3 separate regions of the Mus musculus genome follow, and regions 1 and 2 are each linked to region 3. A link is a contact called in public HiChIP or PLAC-seq data. All regions are on one chromosome and are shown on one strand. The core of a region is the stretch at or near the end of the contact, and the rest is flanking DNA. Distances in the headings are between cores, read along the strand shown. Region 1 has its middle 53 kb from the start of Ddah1. Region 2 overlaps Gm17501 (a long non-coding RNA gene). Region 3 overlaps Ddah1 (dimethylarginine dimethylaminohydrolase 1).

The links. HiChIP or PLAC-seq counts read pairs in DNA pulled down with a chosen protein or histone mark.
Region 1: a contact with region 3 is called in an H3K27ac HiChIP or PLAC-seq map of embryonic fibroblasts, with 24 read pairs. The contact joins two enhancer-like sites. A contact is called at or near these places in 2 of 15 datasets of contacts at CTCF or cohesin (both in the NIH/3T3 cell line), 4 of 484 Hi-C or Micro-C datasets (cerebral cortex, cortical neurons and tail fibroblasts) and 2 of 115 datasets of contacts at active chromatin or transcription factors (the NIH/3T3 cell line and embryonic fibroblasts).
Region 2: a contact with region 3 is called in a CTCF HiChIP or PLAC-seq map of the NIH/3T3 cell line, with 7 read pairs. The contact joins two enhancer-like sites.

The regions. Positions count from the first base shown.
Region 1 is chr3:145,704,235-145,706,934 of GRCm38.p6, reverse strand. No RefSeq gene overlaps it. Among named protein-coding and RNA genes, the nearest start is that of Ddah1, 53 kb to the left of the region's middle. Within about 2 kb of position 1,339, at least 70 of the 459 cell types and tissues checked have an H3K27ac peak or open chromatin away from gene starts, as enhancers often do. A contact at or near this core is called in the NIH/3T3 cell line and embryonic fibroblasts, where this site is marked.
Region 2 is chr3:145,675,188-145,677,887 of GRCm38.p6, reverse strand. Gm17501 (a long non-coding RNA gene) reads right to left here. Exons shown (of 3, transcript XR_003954574.1): 3 at 61-607. Among named protein-coding and RNA genes, the nearest start is that of Gm17501, 26 kb to the right of the region's middle. Within about 2 kb of position 1,442, at least 35 of the 459 cell types and tissues checked have an H3K27ac peak or open chromatin away from gene starts, as enhancers often do. A contact at or near this core is called in the NIH/3T3 cell line, where this site is marked.
Region 3 is chr3:145,832,649-145,835,406 of GRCm38.p6, reverse strand. The region is part of intron 1 of Ddah1 (dimethylarginine dimethylaminohydrolase 1); the gene reads right to left. Among named protein-coding and RNA genes, the nearest start is that of Gm35187, 57 kb to the left of the region's middle. Within about 2 kb of position 1,281, at least 40 of the 459 cell types and tissues checked have an H3K27ac peak or open chromatin away from gene starts, as enhancers often do. A contact at or near this core is called in the NIH/3T3 cell line and embryonic fibroblasts, where this site is marked.

The DNA of each region.
Region 1 (2,700 bases), core at 90-2,589, 130 kb after region 3:
TGCCCCCTCTCTCACCTCACCATCCCAACCCCACATTTCTCTGAATGTTCTTCTTCCTACACACTTTGCCGCACGCACTGGGCTCCTGTTCCTAATTATCAGTTGTGTAATTTATTGATAAAGCCAAACATGACTAAGAGGGGAGGGTCTAATTAGACATGGAGCACTCAGTGTCCCAACAAGAAAAATTCCAGGGCTTCAAAAATAGAAAATCGGCAATGTGTCCATTTTTTTTCCTGACACTTCTTCTGTGAATGGAAGAAACCAGCACAGTTCTTCATGAGCAGGAAAGTGGGCGCAAGAGTCAGGGGGTGCCATCGGCTCCAGAGACCTGACACGTGTGGAGAAAAGGCGTCATTCAGAACCACGATGCGTTCCACACACAGGAAGGGTGGCGGTGTTCTGAGGTAAAGACTACAGAGAAGTCGCAGTAGGGATGGAAAGGGAAGGAAGCCAGCCGCCAAGAAAGAAGATGTTACAGGCCACAGGCCTATCTGGAAAAGGAGGGCACCATTTTTTACTTAATGGGACTGAAGAGTTAAATAGCTTACTTGCCTGACTCTACAGACTCAAGTTTGATTATGTGAAAGAGGCAACTGAGATTGCAGCTTTGAGAAGAGAGTGGACATATTAGTTCTTGCAAATTGGCCTTGTACGTGTCTGTCTTTCCTCTTTATGAGTCAGGGTCTTGTTAGCCTTGGCCTTCCTGCCTTCCCTTTCTAAGTGCAGGATTATAAGCAGTTGCCACTGGACCTGGCTAAAACTTACCCTTAGGTAGAAACAAAACCATTTTTAAAAAATGGAAAAAAAACACTCTAATGGCGAGTATACCCACACCATCTCCTCTGCCTATGTATCCAAACACATTTCCAAGTTGAGCACCTGCCCAAGGTCAACTGACAGGATATGTTTTCCACCTTATAGGGAAAAAAAAAAAATCCAAGGTCATGGGTGGAAGTCTTTGAAGGACCCAAAACTCAGTGGTGAGTGTCATTGGGTTGTCAGGTGATACCAAGCATATTGTTTAGCTCATTCTCTGATTATCTTATCATATTATACAACTAAAATGATGCTCTGAGATGCATGTGTACCTACTTGTGTGTGCATGTGCATGTGAGTGTGTGAGCAAGTGAGCGTGTGTGTGCGCACGCACACACACACACACACACACACACACAACCCACACCCTACTCTGTATCAGAGACAATAGAGAACCAGTCAGAAGGTTCTTAGGTCTGCAGGAAATAGCAATGAAGACACAGCTCCTTGGTGATGGCATAACGGGTCACTATTTATAGCCCATCATGCACCCGCTGGTGTGCACTAGGGTCGTTGGCTGCCAGAGAATAATTTTAGGGAATGAGCTTCCTGGTGAGCTCACAGCTTAGCCCTGCCTGTGTCACTCTCTTGAGTCACCAGCAGATAATTCTGTGCAGAATGAGCTAATTTTAGCCATCTGTGGGATCTTTGTAAACACTCTGTAGTGACTCTTCCAGAAGTCAGTGTGAAGTAGTAGCTATCTCTGCCTCATTTTCATCCCCCAGTAATCTACCAGGGATCTTTAGAGGTGACGTGTTCTTACAGGAAACGGCTAGGTGAGCCTCACTGTTTCAGACAGAGCATACTCACCGTTCTGCCATTGATCCCAAGGTCAGAAGGTTTAATGGGTCCAGAAAGTGGCTGCCTACCTTCATGTCATTTTTCTATCTGTCATCTTTGACACATTTTTTTTTCTCCTGTCATCATTTTGGAGATGTCCTCTCAGGGACCCAGAACACAGGCTCACCACAGAGGGGAGGCACAAAGGGGGTATGGTGAGTCCTGGAGTGAGCAGTTTCTCCCAGCCTCACCCCTACTTCCCACTGCCCCACTTCCACGCACAATCATGCTGTTGTCTATTTGGAGTGTGTAGTGATGGCTCAGCTCCTGAGTCACACCCCTCTTTCAGGGATGCACCCCTGGGCTTAGGGTTACATTTCCTCCATAGTCAGTCACTTGATGCAGATACCCCAGGGTTTCATGAGTCTCTGGGGAAGGATGGAGCCAGATGAGAGAGACTACACCCATCAGAGCTCTCTGCTCCTAATGCCTTGTCACAGCCTGCACAATTGATCAAGAGTTCCTATTTTGTGGAGTGAGAACCATAGGGCCGGCACTAGGGTTCCTTGCTCTCTTTGGATCCTATTTAGGCTCTGGCCTGCATCCAAAAGAGGCAGAAAAGGACAAGGAAAAGTTATATCTTTCTGAGTTGGAATTAGAAAGGTGGGCAGGCCAGCTGATTGACCTGCTCAACTCGATTCCTTATATGTCGACAGAGGGATACATTCTGTTTTTTCCTGTAACATGGAGACTGGAGGGTCGCCTTGCTTTCGAGAGCAACCATGTAGCAAAACCTTAGCTCAAAGAATGCAAACAGGGGCCTGGCATCATAAAAGTGGAAAGACTTGGTTCTACAAAGTTGCCCTCTGACCTCCAAATGTGCACAGCAGTACACTTTCACCAGCACCCACACACATATGGATGCACGCACAAAAATATATAAAGCAAAAATAATTTTAGAAACATCTAAATATAGGATTTATTTGTGGAATAAATGTGGAAACCAAGCAACGGTGCTGAGTTTGGAGGAACGGCGAGGACATACTCCAGGCCGGTGAACCTGAGCTTGGCAGAGAATATCATCAGCCAGGAGCGAGAGGC
Region 2 (2,700 bases), core at 193-2,692, 160 kb after region 3:
TGCTCTTCAGGGATTTATAAACTACACCACAACTAAAATGCTAAAGCAAAGAGACTTTTTTTAAAATTATTTTAATTTAGTGTTTTTACTTATTTACTTTACATCCTGCTCACTGCCCCTTCCCAGTCACCCCCTCCCACAACCCTTCCCCTCCCTGACTCCTCTGAATGGGTATGGGCCCCCTTAGATATCCCTCCTACCTTGGCACTTCAAGTCTCTTTGAGGCTAGGCACTTCCTCTCCCACTGAGGTCACACAAGGCAGCCCCACTGGTAGAACATATCCCATGTACAGGCAAAAGCTTTTGGGATAGCCCTCGGTCTAGTTGTTGAGGACCCACGTGGAGGTCCAACTGTACATATATGTGGGGAAGCCTAGGTCCAGCCTGTGTATGTTCTTTGGTTGGTGGTTCAGACGCTGAAATCCCAAGGGTAAAGGTTAGTTGACTCTGTTGGTCTTCCTGTGGAGTTCCTATCCCCTTCGGAGCCCACAATTCTTCCTCCTATTCTTCCATAGGAGTCCCCAAGCTCCATCCTCTGGCTGTGGATGTCTGCATCTGTCTGAGTCAGCTGCTGGATGGAGCCTCTCAGAGGACAAATTGCTCGTGTCTGCAAGCATAAGAGAGTATCATTAATAGTGTTAGGAATTGGTGCTTGCCCATGGGATGAGTTTCAAGTTGGGCCAGTTACTGGTTGGCCATAACCTTAGTCTCTGCTTTTTTTGTCCCCTGTGTCTGCATTTTTTGTAGATAGGATAAATTTTGGATGGAAAGTTTCGTGAGTGGGTTGATGTTTCTACCACTCCACTGGGATTCTGGTCTGGCTTCAGGAGAAGGCCTCTTCAGGTTCCATATCCCCAATGTAGTAAGTCACAGCTAAGGTCTCCTCCATTGATTCTTGGGTCATAGACCTTTCACAGGTCTCTGTCTCATCCTGGAGTTGCTCTCCACCTCCTTATTTACCCCTTTCAGTTGCAGATTTTCATTCATTTTTATGGCCATCCAGCCATCTCTCCTGTCCTTCCCCACACCATGGGTTCAGAATGAAAACAAATGGGGGAATTCACTTCGGAGGCAGAGGCACCAGTTGTTTTCAGGTCAGCTTTGGCTTGGTGGGCCTAATGAGGACTGGTTGCCTAGCAAAGGCTAGGGTTAGGGCACTGCCTGCCACCCTTAGCCACCAAAAGGCCTCACAGTGCCTCCCCCAAACACCTTTGTAGTCACAAACATTTCCCAGTATTCTGGACTAGCTGTATAGTAATAGTACGTATGTTAATTATTCTATTTCCAGACGAATGTCAGTTTATTAACATGCACTTCTATACTTAAATATTTAAGAACTGCAACTCACGTGTAAATAACCTACTCTACTTAGTAATGCAGTGAGCAACCGCTAAGACAGAGACCCAGGAGACTCATTTTTCTGGGATTTATCTGCAGCCTTGTCCTCCGAGTTCCTTGAGGCAGGATCTTGGTGTGAGTCATCTCTAACTGCTTCTTGTTGTCTGGCGCTGAGCCTTGCACATTGGAATGATACCATAAAAGCTTTAGAATGGACGAAAAGGGACCTCCTTTAAAGCTGGGTATAGTGGTGCTTGTCTTGAATCCCTGCACTTTGCAGGCAGAGACAGGTTGATCTTTGAGTACAAGGCCAACCTGGTCTACAGAGTGAGTTCCAGGATAGCCAGAGCCGCAAGGGAAGATCCTATCTCAAAACAAACAAACAAACAAACAAACAAAACCAAGAGGGAGGAGGAGGAAGAGAAAGAGGGGGAGGGGGAGGAAGCAGAAGAGGGAGGGGAGAGGATGAAGGGGAAATAAAGAGAAGAAGAAAAGAGGCCTCCTTGGGTAGGGAGGAGTGGGTTCATCTTGAAGGCACAGACTGGGTCTCTGACAGCGGTGTGAGCTGGGAACCATTTGAACAGCACTGTGTACTTGGAAACACTTCAATCCATTCACTGTCTCTTGGCCGAATGTCAGTAAGCTTGTCTTGCTACTGGGGAAATTCACCTTTAGAGAAACCAAGGGATTCATCCAACATGGCCTGCTTCTCCTGCTTGTGGAATTAGAAAATAAAAATACATGCATGCATGCAAATGTACTGACACTCACATAGGTGGTCCAAGGGTTTTGTTGGTTTTATTTTTATTTTTTGAGGGGGGTGTTGTTGTTGTTGTTGGTGGTGGTTGGTTGGCTTTTAACACATCTTCACTTACTCAACTCATCGTTGTCAAAGTTGTATTTCAGGACAGAAAGTGAGACAGCATATCTCAAATATGTCTCTTTGCCGGACCAGATCTGTACAGACCTCAGAGTGGCTAATGGAGATGCTGTGGCAGAGCATGTTCATTCAACTTTGGATGTGTGCACTGCACTCTGCGTTTGACTTTGTAAGTATCCTTAACAATAAGGCACAGCTCAGAGAGACAATAGAACACTGGCTTAACTCTAGTGCAAAGAGCTGCTGGCTCAGGATGCTAAAAAAAATCAGTCTTAATCAGAAATGCTTAGACTTCCTTGTGACATTAGCAATGTGGCAGAAAGGCAGAATCTCCATAATATTCAATATACCTTGACTTGTTTTAAATTATTCCATTATTAAATCATGTAAGAAAAATTGAAACCCAGGACTGAGGCATGTGCTAACCCATCCCAACTTCTGCAAAGAGACTGTGGATATTGGAGGGATGGGCTGTGAATGGT
Region 3 (2,758 bases), core at 32-2,531:
TCAGTGGGGCGAGAGAGGGCGATGGGCAGAAGATGGCCAAGTTACATCGTAAGCATGTGCGGAGTTGTTAATAATCCTTTCCACTAATATATTTATTTATTCACTTTACATCCCTGCTTCTCTGAGTCCCCTCCCTCCACAAGCCCTTCTCCTCTGAGAAGGGAGACATCCTCCTGGGTACAAATCCACCCTGGCACACCAGGTCGCTGTAGGACTAGGCACATCCCCTCCCACTGAAGAAAGCCCAGTGAGGAGAACAGGATCCACAGGCAGGCAACAGAGTCAGGGATAGCCCCTGCTCCAATTGTTGGGAGACCCACATGAAGACCAAGCTGCACTTCTGGTACATATGTGTAGGGTAGAGGGGGGCTAGATCTAGTCCACATATGCTATTTGGTTGCTGATTCAGTTTCTAGGAGCCCCCAAGGGTCTAGGTTAATAATTTTTAATTTAGTAAAAATAGATATGGCCCCTGTCTCAGTCATAGAAATGTTTGTGTGTGTATATATATATATACATATATATATATACATATTTGTATATACATGTGTTATGCATATAGTGCCTCTGTGGTTATAAAACTCAAACCATGTAAGTCATATATAGTTTGTTATAATATCACGTGTGGGACACTTCCTGTTTGAGAAACAAGGCAAGCACATTATTTAGACAAGGGCTCTTTGAGGAGGTGACATTTAAGTTCAATCAAAATGTCTACACTAGTTATTAGCCTTGCTGGAAAGCTACCTATGCTTAGAAACAAAAGGAGCTTCTTAGATGGTCTCCTGATTCTAAGCAGCTGACCCAAGTCTCCAAAAAACGAATGAATGAATTATTGTTTTAGAAAAGTGGCCTGTATAACTGGAAACATTTAATCCCTGAACGTTTCAAGTTATCAGAGTTGAATAAATGGCATTTCATCTTCTGATTAGTCTGGGAACGTCTCATATTTATAGAATGGCCAATATGTACAACTGTTATATAAACAGCTCACTTTCCCTCTTACTGAATCCTTATAAAAATAACCATTTCATGAATAAGATCTCTAAAAAAACGTTTCCCACAGACTGAGATATCTGTTGCATCTTTCCTCCACAGAGTTCTTGGATTTCTAAACTTACTGATTTATTTCTAGTGACAAGCACTAAAAATCAACCAGGATATTCTGCATCTTTGTACCTATATTTGTAATATGAGTGGGCCAGAGGTTAAGATGAGGTCATTTCCTGTTCTAGATTCTAAGAGTTGTACTCTCAAAACTGCTTTTGGCAGCCGCTAGTGTGTGATCGCGTTTTTCCTCCCACGGAGTTTACTGAAAACACCCCAGATGGTTGGTTATTCATGAGGCGAGTATTCTGGTATTCAAGCAAATTCAATCAGAAGCAAGAGGCTGGGTCCAAGGATGGAGGAAAGATGGGATTAAAACCAAAAGAGAATTTTAAAATTCCAGCAGAATGGATGCCCTTAGAGGTGAACAGGCGATCTCTGCTGAACAAATTAGACAGAAAAGAAGGTGTGTGAATGCTCACCTAACATTAATAATTGATAATTACATTTAATTTTGGGGTTGACTGTCACCGTGCCTTTATGCCTGTGAGCCACTGATGAATCCATGAGAAGATAATGGATTCCTGTCACCTGCCAAGCTCTGTGTGTTCTCATGTGTGTTCTCACACATCATACAGATCTCATCGGTGATGGGCTCATGCCTCACCCACTTCTCAGGACCAACCCTCCCGAGAATGGAGGGTTTACATAGCCAGTTCTCGGACACCCAGGATCAAACGATCTTTTCTGCTCAGTCCTCCTTTGGGTGACAATCCTGGGTTCTTTCCCCTGGGAATTCTGCACTAATAAAGCCCAGTTCCTTCTCAAATGGAAAGTCCTGCTTTGTGCTCTCCTGGGGGAATGGAGCCTTTGTCCTTTGGCACAACTGCAGAATGGCTTCTTTGTCATTATGTCATCTCCTCAGCTTAGACTCCAGAGCAATCAGAACAGAGGAACCTATCCATCAACAGTCAACAACCTGGGCTCTATAATGATTTTAGTAGGACAGGTACTCTCCATCACCAATTACATGGGAAATCTTATTAAGCTCGGTTTCTAAGTGCCAACCATTGTTTAAAGTGATCTGACACTGCATGTGCCGTTCAGTCACCACCACGTCCCTACAGCTACCTCCCAGGAACAAGTCAATGATGTTAGTTTCACCTCTTTTCCAAGTGGCTCAGTTCTGATCGGGAACGGGAAATCTGTTGTGCCGTTCCCATAGCCGTAGGAAGGAACAAACCCCCTCACCCTCCTTTGGATATTGGGTATGGATGTGGTGCCTGAAACTGGTGCAGCCACCAAGCGGCAACTGGGTATGGAGATGGAGAGAGTCTGCAGCCTCTGACATTGCTGAAGGGATGGATCTAGCAGCCTGGGACTTTATATGAGAGTGTTTATTTCCTAAGCAATTTGATTTGCATTTTTCCATTAAACGCAAGAAACCCATTCACTTATATGATAAATATTGATCATCCAAAGAAAATATCCAAAGAGTTAGTAACAGATCACCATATAACTAAGGGTACTAACTTTGGGGATAGAAACAATTGCCAACAAGAGACATCGTTCTTTCTGTAGGTATGGGGGAAAGCCTTGATGTCACTCAGACTATATACTATGTAAGATGTAACTTTTCAACTGATAACATCTGCTCTGGTAGCTGATACGAGTGTTGATCAAATGATACTTCCAACAACCCTCATATTAA